Regions from separate parts of the Triticum aestivum genome. Here region 2 is linked to region 1. Evidence: chromatin contacts called from public Hi-C data. All regions are on one chromosome and are shown on one strand. Each heading gives the region's core, a stretch centred on a gene start, on an enhancer-like site or on the middle of the called end of the contact. The rest is flanking DNA. Distances are from core to core; before and after follow the strand shown.

The links. Hi-C and Micro-C count contacts between places; a contact is called where the count stands out from the background.
Region 2: a contact with region 1 is called in a Hi-C map of leaf, with 2.4 times the contacts expected there. The contact joins two enhancer-like sites. A contact is called at or near these places in 2 of 5 Hi-C or Micro-C datasets (leaf and an unstated tissue).

What each region holds. Positions count from the first base shown.
Region 1 is chr6D:309,086,023-309,093,298 of IWGSC CS RefSeq v2.1, reverse strand. No RefSeq gene overlaps it. Among protein-coding and RNA genes, the nearest start is that of LOC123144799, 180 kb to the right of the region's middle. Within about 2 kb of position 2,703, at least 3 of the 8 cell types and tissues checked have an H3K27ac peak or open chromatin away from gene starts, as enhancers often do.
Region 2 is chr6D:309,587,904-309,595,179 of IWGSC CS RefSeq v2.1, reverse strand. No RefSeq gene overlaps it. Among protein-coding and RNA genes, the nearest start is that of LOC123141525, 180 kb to the left of the region's middle. Within about 2 kb of position 2,964, at least 3 of the 8 cell types and tissues checked have an H3K27ac peak or open chromatin away from gene starts, as enhancers often do.

The DNA of each region.
Region 1 (7,276 bases), core at 1,454-3,953:
AAGGACAGCCACCCACGACAACACAACAACAACACAAAAGAGCCAACCCAAAATCGAAAACCTCGCCGTGTCTTGATCGATGTCGGTCACCTCCGAAGAACAACTACTCGTAAAAGCTTCTCTTGTCGACGCACCATCCCCCCTTGATGCCTAAAGGAGGTGGCAAGAGGATGGCAGGACTCGATCCAACCCGAGGAAGGCACCGTCTAGGATTCACCAGCGATGACCGTACATAGCGCTAGAGAAGAATGATTAGGGCAGCTGTGAACACCGGAGGAGCACACCATAGGAAATCCATGTCTCCCGGCACGATGCTCCCAACAGAGGAACGACGCCGAAGACGCCGCCATCGTACCGATCCATCACCGAATCAAGGTTTTCACCCGGAGACAACCGCCAACACCAAGCAAGGGAGGGAAATGGTGACACATGCGACGACACCTCTAGGGAGGGGAATGACACCCACAGGTGCCATCGCCGCCGGTCCGGCCAAAACCGAACATGATTTTCATCCATAATGGCGCACATCTCCACTCCTCCCAAGGTTTCGGGCAGCACTATCCAAGATGTCTCACACCGCTGCCGCCGCAGCAATCTGTCGTCGAAGTCGCGCAGCAATGGATCTCCCCCACCCGCACTGCCGAGAGAGCGCAACCAAGACCAACATCAACAACACGGACGAAGAGCAACCGCAACTAGCCATGCCGTGCAAGGGCCAGATCAGCCGCATCGGCCTCCACCCACACCAGGGACTGCCACTAGATCCGATCTGACCCGCACCTCCGAGCACACCCCCGCGCCAGCTCTCCCGAGGCAGCACCGAGCACCCCTCACACGGAGGCAGTAGGCCGCCCGCTGCCCGCCAGCGCCCTTCCTAGCAGGGCCTCCATGGCGCCGCCGCCTCCATGGCTGAGCACGCGCCGCCGCCGCAAGCAGTGCTGGCGCAACTTCCTCGACCACCATCCTGCAGCGCACCTCGCCGGCTCCACCGTCCTGCCGTGCCGCGCTTTCTGCCGTGCTCTGGTGACCGTCGCCACGAATCGCGCCGCCGGCCACCCCACCACTATGGCTGCCCGGGGACGTCCCGCTCCGCGCGAAGGGGTGCCGTCGAGGGGCTCAGCCAGCACCCGCCGCCTTCGTCGACCGGGCACGACCGCCGGCGGCGGCGGCAGCGGCCTGGGGAGTGGATCTGAGGAGGGGCTGGGCCTAGGGTTTGGGGAGCCTCCGGAGCCGCACGCGCGTGCGGCCCACGAGGCGAGGGAAAAGTTTATTCTAAGAAAAGGCAATTCACATAGTCTATTCTATAAGAAAGGGCAATACACTTCATTGTAGACTTTATTGTACATCAAAAAAGAAAAGGCAATTCACTTTATTGTAGACTTTCTTAAATCTATTTTAAAGAAATATAATCATGATTCCACGTGCAATAACTGATCACATGTCACTTCGCGAAAGAAAAATGATCACATGTCGCACATCAAAGCTAACCAACCTGTCACGTTATTGGAATTTTTTATGGTAATACGTCTCATTTATATCATAAGAAACATTGTACCAATCACATACATACTGACATGGTTAAACTAAACAAATAGCAGAAAGCTAGCCTTTGCATAAAGAAACATCGGCCAAGAAGTAAAACTACGAAGAAGATTGAAGAAACTTATGAGCTTGGCACCAACACCGTCACCTGCCTTTGACACTACCACATTATCCATCAAAGAAACAAAATGACGGATCACCTCCACACCCGAGCTTGATGCGGCTCCATCGCTGATATGCAGTTTTGCGAATCTCCAAGGTGGCTCGCCATAGGTGAAACCATTACCGTTGAACGAATCAGACCGGAACAACACCCCAGACATGCCATCGAACTCCAGATCTTGCAACCCCACATGACTAAGACGCCGGAGGAGGAAATCATACCTGCCATCCACGTCTACGAATCCAGTACACGATCCACCATCTTACAGATGCCGCCGATGCAGACCACAATCTGCATCTGCTCTTGGACTATCTCCCAAGCTCTGCGCCGGCGCTAGAGCAAACGCCGTCGCAACGATGGAACTCGAGGACACATGTCCACGAGGATGTTGCCGCCGCCGCACCATCTTTGCTTGAACATGCTGCATTTCAAATCCATCCCCAATCATAGGACCGATTGCCTTGTCGGAGATCTCAAGAAACTTTATTTATTGAGCGCCGTCATCGCCATCGCCGAAGCCAGGACGATGAACCGCCTAAAAACTAAGCAACGCAACTGCTAGTACATATACTTGTATTGTATGCACGCTGGGTACCCGACAAGTGTTGAGCACGTATATACATCTTTTTTATGTTTGGACTTCGCTGTAGACTCTTCCTTTAATCTTGTCCGTGATTGGTCGGTCACTAGGGTGGGCACCACTTCACGCTAGCTTAGTTAGCTAGTCGATCAAGGGCATGCATGATGATGCATTGCAGGATATCAAATGCCTGCCCACTTGAGCTGTCATGTGGCGCACAGATTAAGCCTGGACCGTTTTCGCTTTTCAACATTCATTTATGGTATTAAGCCTGAGACTGATGGGTCGGTTGATCGACGATGCGCGCCAGATTGTACGGATGTTGGCAGTCAGTTTTGGCTGGCGGTCAGGCCGCCCGTCAGGGGGGTACGTACGTCAATCGGGACGGTACTGTACTACATGTGGATGTGGCCCATGGATGGATCTGGATCAAGCATGACGCATGCAGGTCTCATCATATTTGCCAAGGGGTGGAGCCACACCGACGGTGCTCGTTGTGTCACAAATCGAGCGAAACTACTGTGCTTACGATTCTTCTCTGGCCGAGACGTGTACGCCGCGGACTGCCGCATCAAGACACATGTCCTCTATGCAGCCAACATGAAGAAACCATAGAGCATCTGCTAGTGGGCTGTGTCTTTGCTTTTGCTAAGCAAGTTTGGCATTGGATGGGACAAACCACATGTAGACAGGAATTTGAACCTCCTTTGGCTGAAGGCCTTGCCGATTGGTGCTTCAGACAAGACCAATGCTCAGTAGACCACAAATCGACTCGGGCAAAATGCCTCCTTGGAATGTGGATGTTGTGGAAACACCACAATGACATCGTGTTTAATGGTGCAACGCCATCTCTGCCTGCGATTACTCTTAAGTTGAGAGAGGAGGGGACCTTGTGGGCTAAAGCTGGCCTCATGAAAAGCAATGTGTCGGGTTTTCAGGTGGATGTTGGTAGGATAGATCGTGAGGAGTAGCGGATAGGCTTTCATGGTGGTGTCGGGTAAACTCGGCATGTAAACATTGTTGTAACTGTGGACTTGAGAGTCTTCCCGCCTCTTCTTTAATGAATGATACACACATTCACGTGTATTCGTGAAAAAAAAAAAGAGACGTGTACGATGCTCAATCCAATGGTCTGCTGAACCTCCGTTGCATGCATTAATGGATTGATCTGATGTGTCATGCAAAATTCAGACAGTGAGTGTCGTACACATAGCAGGGCTCGACATACGATATTCGTACGACACAAAACTACAGCCGTTCATCGCATATGTATTGCAGGTAGCACCATCGATCGTACAAAACTCGTGTGTCAAAACAATCTTATTCACAGCAATTTCGTAAAAGACCCCAGTATTTGGCTGACGTTCCCAACAGGGGAACGCCGGTGCAAATGATCCGTTCGTCAATGAGGGGAGGAACCAGCAAACCTTTTGGTTAGGAATTCCGGCAAATCCTATTTGGCGCTTATGCGCCGGTTCGCCAACCGTCGCCTGCAGGCGCATCTAATTGGGCTAGGCCCATCTTGCCATTTTTTCTTTTTTTCTGTACAAAAGAAAAAAGCATCTAGTCGGGCGGAATACGGGGAGATCCTGGGCGCTGCAGGCGCTGCGGAAGGCAACCGGCGCTCACAGAGCGTCTGGGTGGGCCGGCCCAAAAACAAGAGCAGCGCGAGAAAATACCTGCAAAAATGGCTGTCACCAGGAATCGAACACGAACGTAGCGCTAATGAACAAGTTGTCTAACCACCACACCAACTAACAGTTCTTGGCTGTGTACAACTCGATATGTGTTAAGAACGAAAATAGCTGGCACGCTCTTTATTGTGCATTAACAGTACCGTTAGATTTTTAAAATATTTAAATACATGTTCACATGTTTCAAATAAAGTTCACGAACTGCAAAAAAAAGTTCACCAAACGGAAAAAGTTCATGAATTCAAAGAAGTTAACTTTTTTTAAATAAAAAGTTCAATTTATTTTGAAAAAAAGCAAATTCAAACAGTGTATGAATTTGAGAAAAAAATTGAAAATGTTCTTGAATTTGAGAAAAGTTCATACATTCTTAAAAATAGTTCATCCAATTTGAAAAAAGTTCATCAATTTTTTAAAAAGTTCATCAAATCTAGAAAAAGTTCATCGAATTTGAAAAAAGTTCATTGAATTCGAAAAAAGTTCATCGAATTCAAAAGAGTTCATCCAATTCAAAAGAAATTCACACAATTCTAGAAAGTTCATCGAATTCCAAAAAAAGTTCGTTGGTATTGAAAAAAAGTTCATTCAAATGAGCAAAAGAAAAAAAGGAAATGAAAAACCAAGCAAAACCATTCTGAATAAAAAAATCACCCCTTCAGAAAAATCACCCCCACTGTGCTGGCTTGGAAGAACAGATTTACCTCCGACTTCAATAACCTCTACAGGACCTCAGGGGGCGCCAGAGATTTCATTCCTGCGTTTTTAGCTGAGAGGTCTTTCACTCCTAGCGTGGTGCATTAGTTCTTCTTTGACTAGGTCATCTACCACTATACTCTACCTCCTACCTACAAACCTTTGCTGTTTTGTGTGCCCCCATCACCCAAAGTGGTGATGCCCCTTTGTAAATATGTAACTTATTATTCATTAATTTAATTTTCAGTAGGAGCCTCTCCTACTGTTTTCCGGTAAAAAAACAAAAAAAAAGACATAAGAAGCAAGAAAGTGTAGAAGAGTGTTAGAGGTGAGGTAGGTGGGGTGGCTAGCGCAATAGTCAACGATGAGGAGATTGTAGGTTCAAATTCCGGGCAAATCCTATTTGGCGCTTATGCGCCGGTTCGCCAACCGGCGCCTGCAGGCGCATCTAATTTGGCTAGGTCCATCTTGCCATTTTTTTCTTCTTTCTGTACAAAAGAAAAAAGCAACGAGTCGGGCGGAATTTGAACCTACAATCTCCTCATCGTTGACTAATGCGCTAGCCACCCCACCTACCTCACCTCTTCCACTCTTCTACACTTTCTTGCTTCTTATGTATTTTTTTTATTTTTTTATTCAGAATGATTTTTCTCGGTTTTTTATTTCCATTTCTTTTTTTCTTTTGCTCATTTGAATGAACTTTTTTTCAATACCGACGAACTTTTTTGGTATTCGATGAACTTTCTCGAATTGTGTGAACTTTTTTTGAATTGGATGAACTTTTTTGAATTTGATGAACTTTTTTCGAATTCAATTAACTTTTTTCAAATTCGATGAACTTTTTCGAAAATTGATGAACTTTTTTTCAAATTGGATGAACTATTTTTCAAAATGTATGAACTTTTTTCAAATTCATGAACATTTTCATTTTTTTCTTTTTCTCAAATCATACACTGTTTGAATTTGCTATTTTTTAAAAAAATACATTGAACTTTTTTATTTAAAAAATTAACTTCTTTGAATTCGTGAACTTTTTCCATTTGATGAACTTTTTGTGAATACGTGAACTTTTTTGGCATGTTCGTGAACTTTATTTGAAACATGTGAACATGTATTTAAATATTTTAAAAATCTAAACGGTACTGTTAATGCACAATAAAGAGCGCGCCAGCTATTTTCGTTCTTAAGACATATCGAGTTGTACACAATCAACAACTGTTAGTTGGTCTGGTGGTTAGACAACTTGTTCATTAGCGCTATGCCCACCCAGACGCTCTGTGAGCGCCGGTTGCCTTGCGCAGCGCCTGCAACGCCAAATAGGACCTCCCCGAATTCCTCCCAGAGCAACCCCCTCGTTGGTACAGGAAGGCAAAACAAATGGACCCAAAAAAGACCCAGGCTCGAGTGGAGTAACAAAACATGAGGCCTTAACAACAGATACCATGATGGGGGGTAAAAGTTGCCCTGTATCAAAAACTAGTTTTCAGAAAATAAAAACACAGAAAAACACTTAAAATGATGGTCATGATGGTGTCGAAAACAAATTCATGTTTCTGAGAACTATTCTCTATGTAATATGTCATGTGAAGTATGTACAAAATTCTCAAAAATGCCATGAGAACAAAGTACAAAAGTTTATCTAAAAAACACTATGTTTTGAGTACATACAATTTTCTGAATTTTAGCCATGTTATTGAAAAACATGCCATGTCGATTTACCAAAAAATTGGCATGCTTCTTAGAACATTTTATCTTAAGGATCAGGGCAAAAAAATAATTTCAATTGATAAATGCAATAATTGTACAAAACAAAAACAATTATTTTGCATGTCCAAAAACAAAAGAAATTTTCTCTTTTGGAACGTGGGAATAATTAACTTTCCATTAAAAAACCAATTCGCCATGGTTAATTAAAAAATCCCACTCCCCGCAATTTTTTTTAAATCCACATGCAACCAAAATAAATAAAAATGCCATGGACTATTTAATAAAAATGCTATTCTACAGATGATAAAAATGACATGGTCTAATGAATAAAAATGCCATGATAGAGATGGTTAAAATTCCATGGTCTAATTAATACAAATTTCATGCTACGGATGATAAAACTGCCATGGTTTAATTGTTGAAAATGCCATGCTACAAACAAATGATAAAAACGGCATGAATGATAAAAATGCCATGTAACAAAAATGGTAAAAATGCCATGGTCTAATTATTAAAAGAATCTCATGCTACATATGATAAAAATGACATGGTCTGAAATAGATAAAATTGCCATGCATGTTATATATGATAAAACTACCATGGTCTAATAAATAAGTTTACCATGGTCTGAATGGTAAAAATGCCAAGTCTAATAAAAATCTACAATTTTTCTTGTGCTTATTCCAAAAATGTCATGGGTCTATGTAATCAATGCTTCTATCATGTGGACATTTTCAAAACATTTGTGCAAAAATTGTAATGTGGGCATATGAATTGTTGATATTGGAATGTGAGTAGATGATGTTTTCTCAAAATGTGCCATCCCATGGAGAACAGATCTTCTAAGAGCATCTCCAACCGCGCCCCCAACACGCCCCCCAGGGCGACTTTTTTCGCGTC
Region 2 (7,276 bases), core at 1,715-4,214, 500 kb before region 1:
TCCATAGAAATTTTGAAGGACTAGAGTCCTTGGGATTTTTTTTCTATGTTGGTTGTTTGATTCATAGGATTAAATCCTACAAAACTTTTTTGGATGGATTTATGTTTACTTCCCAAAGGATTTCTAGCACCCGCTCAAACCTCTTTGAAAGAATCAGTTGTCTGTTCTATAATGCAATCAAAAAGCCTAAAATATTGTAGGATTGAGATGACCATGTCAATTCAATCATCTGTTTTTTCTATTCCCGTGCTTTTATAATCTTGCAAATCAAAGAAGCCCTTAATTTTGCATGTTGTCCTGTGTGCAAGAGTGCTAGTTTATCAGATATTCTTTAGAGAAAAAAGACGTATAAACAGAACGCCACTACACAGGCCGGGTTGGCCGGCACAATAAACACACACGCCTTACCGTGTCTCCTAGTCACACTAGAATAACGCAGACCAGGGTTAAACCCGCGAATGGGCGTGTGTGTAAATGTGAGCAGCAGCATGGGCAGCAGTGTCAAGTCGCACAACTCTACCGTCCACCATGAGGTGGCTCCATAGTTTATGAATAATGTGACATAATAGACAATGCGTAAGAATATTTGTGGTATTTGTGAGGATAAAAAAAGTTGTGCAAATAATTCAAAGGTGTCATATTGGGATGTTACCGACATAGCTAATTCTTGGGCGCAAGGTTTTCAAAAAAATAATCTTGTGCACAAGGACTTAATTACATGGCGACTTGGAAGGATTATACTACAGATATAAAACAAAGTGAATAGAAACGGCAATCAAACTTCCATATTAGGTGGGAACTATAGCAAATTGGGAACATATACCAAGTATCCTAGCACACAATGGTTCTTTCTTAATAAATTAACGAGAAACTAAGAAATAGAGGAGTTAAATGATGCATTTTAACAGAAAACTTGCATTCAACAAATTGAAAAAGGTAGTTTCTTTTTTGAGGTGGCAAACTATATTGTTTCTTATTGACCAGCCCGTCGACTGCGAGGTGCTTGTGACCAAATCGTTAATCTCAAGTTATCTCTTGGAGATGCTCATCAGGAGAGGGCATTCATGCATAAGGGTGAGGATGCGTACACGTTGTGGGTGCCTATGTCTGTACTTTTTTTTTCTCAAAAAATAGATTGATGTACCATTATCTGTTTTTCTCACTTCTCAAAAAATAGATTGATGTACCATTATTATTATTTTTGCAACATGCTTTATAGAGAGAACTGCATTTTATGTTGAAAAAAGACCAACATTTTAGGGTTCGCTTGAATCTACTCCCTCCGTTCCTAAATATAGGTCTTTTACAAGATTTCAATATGAAGTACATACGGATGTATATAGACGTACTTTAGAGTGAGATTCATTCATTTTGCTCCGTATGTAGTCCATATTAAAATCTCTAAAAAGACTTATATTTAGGAACGGAGGGAGGGAGTATATTGTAAGAGAGCAGCACCTTTCAAGAGTAATCTAAAGTCGTTACCATTGATCTCTATTTTTTCTGTGGTCACCATTTTGAATTAATCGTATCTATGATCAAACAGCAAGCAAAACTAAATCCTTGAGCGAGAGACACAAAACAACAGGAGTTGCACATCTAGATCTATCCCAAGGCTCCGTTTAATATTGCTGCGAGTTCTTGCAATCTTATATTAGTGTTTGTTTGATCCGCATTTGACTACTTTATGGCTAATTTCCTAAACAAATTATGAACTAAACACGGCAAAGTAGAGCTCAACAAACCGTAAACTGAGCCTAAATCAACTGATCGGCGGATCTAGCTCCACACATGCGTTCGGAGGAAGAATCGATCCTAGAGATAACTACGCGCGGCCGCTTTTCTTCCCGGAGATAAGTACGAGACGTCACCAATGGAACAGTGACGTGCCCGACAATGACCTAGGTAGCAGTCCCTACCCTTTACTCCAGCAGCAAGCAGCTGGCTATAGGAGACAAATATGTTACACCACGCAATTACTTTCGACAGCGACGCCACGTGTAAAAATTGAAGAACATAGGGACAGCATGCAGCGCAGCGCTGCGCAAGAAATCTGCAATTACCTGGCAAGAAAAGAGTCAAGTGGTAAGCAGATCTGAGCTATCGATCCATGCGCGTATTTGCCTCTAGATCGTCCATCCCCGGACTAATCTCAGTAGGTTGATCTGCCATGAACATTCCAGACTAATGTAAGCCGAAAGCAATCGTAATCAAAACATGCGATACTGTAGTAGATCTGACAAAAATTTACGGAGATCCATAAGGAATATATTTTTTAACCTCGGTTGCTTCAAGATCCAGATTCTTGGAACCAGCTATAGCTGAATCAATCAGCGGCGCCGCAGTAAATGCCTTTTTCCCTTCCCAAGGCCGGAGCGAGCAGCAGCGGGTAACGGTAAAATCCCTTGGAAAAGATGAGAGAATTTATCAAAGCAAAAGGTAGCATCTTCGTACCGAGAGAAAAGGGAGGGAATCCGTGCGCGAAAGCGTACCCACGCGCGCGGCGCCGTACGCTCTAGCCTCCCAGAAATGGAAACTTGCAGAGAGCGGCATGAACACAAAATTGCGGGGTAGTCTGTACGGCATACGATGACGCAAAAACGACGGCCGGCCTGTGCTGTGGACGCGGCGGCGGTGTGCTAGCACGGGCAGCCAGCCACGGCGAAGGCCGGAAGGGAAGCGGGAGAGTGGATGACAGGAAGAGCAGTGAGCACGCGGCCGCGACGGCACACCCGGGCGGTGCCGTAACGACCGGCCGTGTGCTCACTCTCTTCTGTCACCGTTCGGCGCCCGTACCGGTCCTTGCCGAGCTAAGCAGCCGCGCCGCGCACCTTCAACGCACACCGCCGCCGCGGCCACCGCACGCGGCACGGACGCTGGCGTTTTTTTTGCGAGATCGATGGGGGAGATGGGAGAAGTGGGGAGAGACGGGTGTTGGGAGGCCGGATATATAGGCCGAGGGGTTGGGGGAGGTAGCCGGGCACGCACGTGTTGGGCCCGCGGTATGGCAGCGACGAGCGGAGAACGTGCAGCGCCGGAACATTCCGCGGCTGGCTGGCTAGGGTTTTCCTACTCCGATCCCGCCGCGCGCGAGAGGGGTGGTTGGTTGCATCGATCTAGCGCATACAAGGGCACGATCGAGCGATGGGTCGATGGCGCCCGGCGCTGCGGACGCGGCCATGCTAGGTAGCAAGCTAGCTGCTAGCTGTCGCCGCGCCGCGCCAGATCGAATCGAGCTAGCCAGCGGCGTCGCCCGCCCGGCGGCCAGGCTGGGTGGATGGATCGATGGCAGGCGTGCCTCCCCTCCTCGATCGTGTTCGGCTCTTTCTAAAATCGGGCATGCGGGGCGCCGTGAGTGAAGGCGAGGGGAGGCGTGTGGGGTTCATCTCCTCGAAGCGATAAGCTGGGGCATTAAAGCCGCGCCGGGGCCGGTGGCCCCTCGACACGACACGAGAGGCGAGGCCAGCCCGCGATAAGATTTTTCCAAATCTTGCTACCCTTTTCTTTTTTCCTTTTACCACCAGCTTTGACTCACCGGCCGATCGATGACCACAACCGAAGCGCAGAGATGCCCGCCCGCCCGTCCCGAGCGTCGCTGGAGCGCCAACAAGTGGCAATTTGAGCAGCGCGCCTTCTTCCCATCGCCTCACGCACATGTTCGACGTGACATGGCTGCTCCGACAACTGTCGAGACACCAGAGAGAGAGATATATAGTGTGAAAATTGCTTGTGGAGGACGAGCTTTATGGAGCTTACATTTGCAAAATTAAAAATTCATCAAAACATTCTGATAAAATATAGATGTACATGAAGGCATAATGTACATGTGTGTAAAATTTCAAAACGAAATACGTTGAAATGAGGGCTGTGCAAAAAAGACAAATCTAGGGCTTTTCTACACATGACACCATTCATTCTCAAAGTTCATGAATTTATTTTTTACAGGTCGCATTTCAAGGTATTTTATCCTTAATTTTTACACACATATACATTTCGTCCTTGTATACTTGCATATTTTTTCACGCTTTTTCAAACGAGAAAGTTTGAAAATAAAGGACTCTATGGAGCCCGGTCACCAAAACACCCCACTCATTTGTGTGCATATATACAAGTAAAGAAAATTCTTTCAAAAATAGGGCATATGAAAAGAGGCATAGACTTTATGGCGTATCAACGAAAGAAATAGAGTGCTATTCGAATTTATTTTTTTTGCGGGTAGTGCTATTTGAATGTTATAGTGTTGCTGTAGTGTATTAGGAGAGCAAGCGCTAAGTTCTAGCAAATATGGCTGCTTGCGGCCCTAACCGCGTAATAGTGTGCTATTTCGTCGCTAAAAGTTCTAGGGTCATGCAAAAATCTAAAACAGAGAAAAAAATAACCCAACAACCCAAAGTCACTCCTCAACGATCAATAGCCCTTACGCCTCTCATTCTCAATATTAGTCCTAACCCACGAGGCAAGGATACTCTAGTTTGGATTCACATCCCTTCCAGTTCCCACCTGAGCTGTGAGCGACGGTGGTGTCGTTCTCTTATAAGCGGTGGGGACTACCTCCAGCTCGACTCCAGCCAACACGAGGAAGGGCGATGTCAGCCACGCCACCAGTTACGATGAAAAGTCAACCACCAGGTAATACTTTCCTCTGCTACTTCCATGGTTCCACCTTGCTAAGCTCCTCCTGCTGCTTGCTCATGAATCTGCGTGTCTCTTACTGCTACTCCTATGTGCTAGTGTGTCACTTCTCGCATCTTCCATGGAAAGTTGACGAGGGTGGCGCGGCCGTGGAGATGGGGAGGACGTGGTGTAGGGGACGTCGAGGCCGACGAATCCTAGTCCGGGCTCGACAGATCTGGCTGCCAGTTCGATGAATCGAGCGGGTGCTGGTCACCGCCGATCTGCATGGGATAGAGAGGAAGTAGGAAAGTGAGAGTGGATAGTTCAACCTTCAGTTTAAAATTGGATCAAACGCATTTGCTGATTTTGTGCTTCCACACAAATAGATTATGCCTCATAGTTGATATTTATAGGATATAATTAACAAATTTTTATACAAAACAATATTTTCAATTATACCACGCAATAACATGTCTAGCATCGGGAGAAGGGCGGCGGCGGCGCAAAATCTTGTAGCGCGACTTTTTCGTTGGTGCATATATGCTACTTGACCTGTTCTTCGGATGTTGCTTTCAAACTTAAAAATGTTTCGTTATTATTCTATATAAACTGCGACAGGAACAAAGATGAAGAATCGCCATGGTTTGCATGCCGAATCTCAGATTAAAGTGATTATTATGGCCTTATTATAGATCACAAGAAATTTCATGTGTGCGTCTGTCTTCGGGATTATTGATGCCCCATTTCATTTGCAAAACAATTCGTGCGTGTATGCTATTAATGGTGAACACCAACTGAGGTTACAAAAATGTAACCACGACGGGCTTGTGCATGAGCTTTAATGCTATAAGAACTGAGTACGAGTAGTTGTGGTATGCCACTGTGAGGGAATATCCAGTCGACATGAACTATTACGGTTTTCAGATTTAGAATTGTCAAAAGGATGGACATGGTAATTTATGCCAGTCCAGCTGAGTACGGAGTAACTTTTTTGAAATGGTCCTGCCAGTCGCAATGATATCTTATAATGCTCATTTTTCTTTCTCACCGGGAAGAACCTATTGGTGAGAGTGGACTTGTAAAGCACGGTTCCACTATATCTTGGTCCCCCCTTAAAAAAATTAACGAGTTTATAAAATTTCTTGGTTTTAGAGCAAATCCGATCATCGCCTAAAATTTAGCTATTGACTAGCTCCTGTTAGGTGTAATTGACATTGGTAGCTACTAAGAGCATGTTCAATAGGTGATGCAAAATAAGGATTAACCACTTTTTACATCACCGCGGAGCAAAAAACGTTCTCCAACTGCAGCCGGTGATGTAAAATTTGGCAACAATTAAAAAATTAGGGCGTGGTGCATATTTTGCCTCCGGTGATGTAAATATACATCACTTCCCCCTGCCCAAAAAGGCACATGCCGCGCGTGCAGTGAAACTGCCTTCACTGCCGTGCCGAAATTTCCTTCCCTTTCCTGCCGCTTCGCCCGTAGCCACCACCACGTTGTTTCGGATAAATCCGTCGCCTCTGCAGCCACCTCCTACCCCTCGCCGTCGAGCCGCCGCCAGCCCTAATCCAGTCGTGACCGCCTCAAATCCCATCCAAATCCCATCGTTGTCGGCGTTCTGGGAACGGGGGCACCCAGACTTGCCTGTTTGCGGCCCATGGCTTGGCTCCATCGACGGCCTGGTACAACCCAGCTTCAGCATCAACAATTCAAGACCCTCGCGAGGGGCCAAGCCTCGCGAGGCGGACGACAGCAAGACCTCCAGTAGGAGCGGCTTCCTCAGGCTTCCTCCTGAGAAGCGGAGATCTCTATGCAAGCCTCACTTCGTGAGGTTCGAATGACGTGAGCCATGACGACCAAGGCCAGGCGGGCGCCAGCGGGCGCAGTGTACTAGTTTCCTCTTCGGTGCTAAAGAGGCAAGCGCAAGCGCGGAGTCCCGAAGAATCAGCCAAAGGTTTTCATTCCGGTGCAACAAGACCAAGGCCGCCAGGACGACAGGACGGAGGTCATCGCCGAGCCCACCACAGCGTCACGACCAGAGGCTTTCGCAGGCGAAGACTACTTTTGTCAGGATAACATGTACTAATTGTCTCCTTTCAAATTTGGCCGTTGTGGGATCCCTTCCCGCCTTCCTTTTGGGAAGAGGACCAATGACACTATAAATAGGACCTAACCACTACCATAGAGAGGGATGGGATCGGATCCATTCCATCCTCACACTCACCAGCTCACTCGAGCACAAGAACACTCCTCCTCCTTTGGTTGTTCTCCCACTGTACTAGTTCATCCTCAGCCTCTCGAGGCCAATCCACCACAAAGCAGGAGTAGGGTTTTACACCGCAAGGTGGCCCGAACCTGCATAAACTGCCATGTCCCATTTCCATCCAGTTCATCGAACTAGGCCGTGAGATTGGCGAGTAGGCAGACTGGGGAGGTTGAGTTCTTCGCACGCACCCCAGAGTTCGAACCTCTCAAGGGTCTGCGAAACCCGAAATCCGACATTTGGCGCACCAGGTAGGGGTGCGTCGGAGCCTCTCTTCCTCCAGTCGATTCGCCACCGTTTCGCCATCCCCATGGCTGATGCTCATCGAGTTCGTGCTGAGCGTCGGGCCGCCCGCGTTGCTCAGACCGCACCCGCCGGCGACGGTGCTCCCCGCCG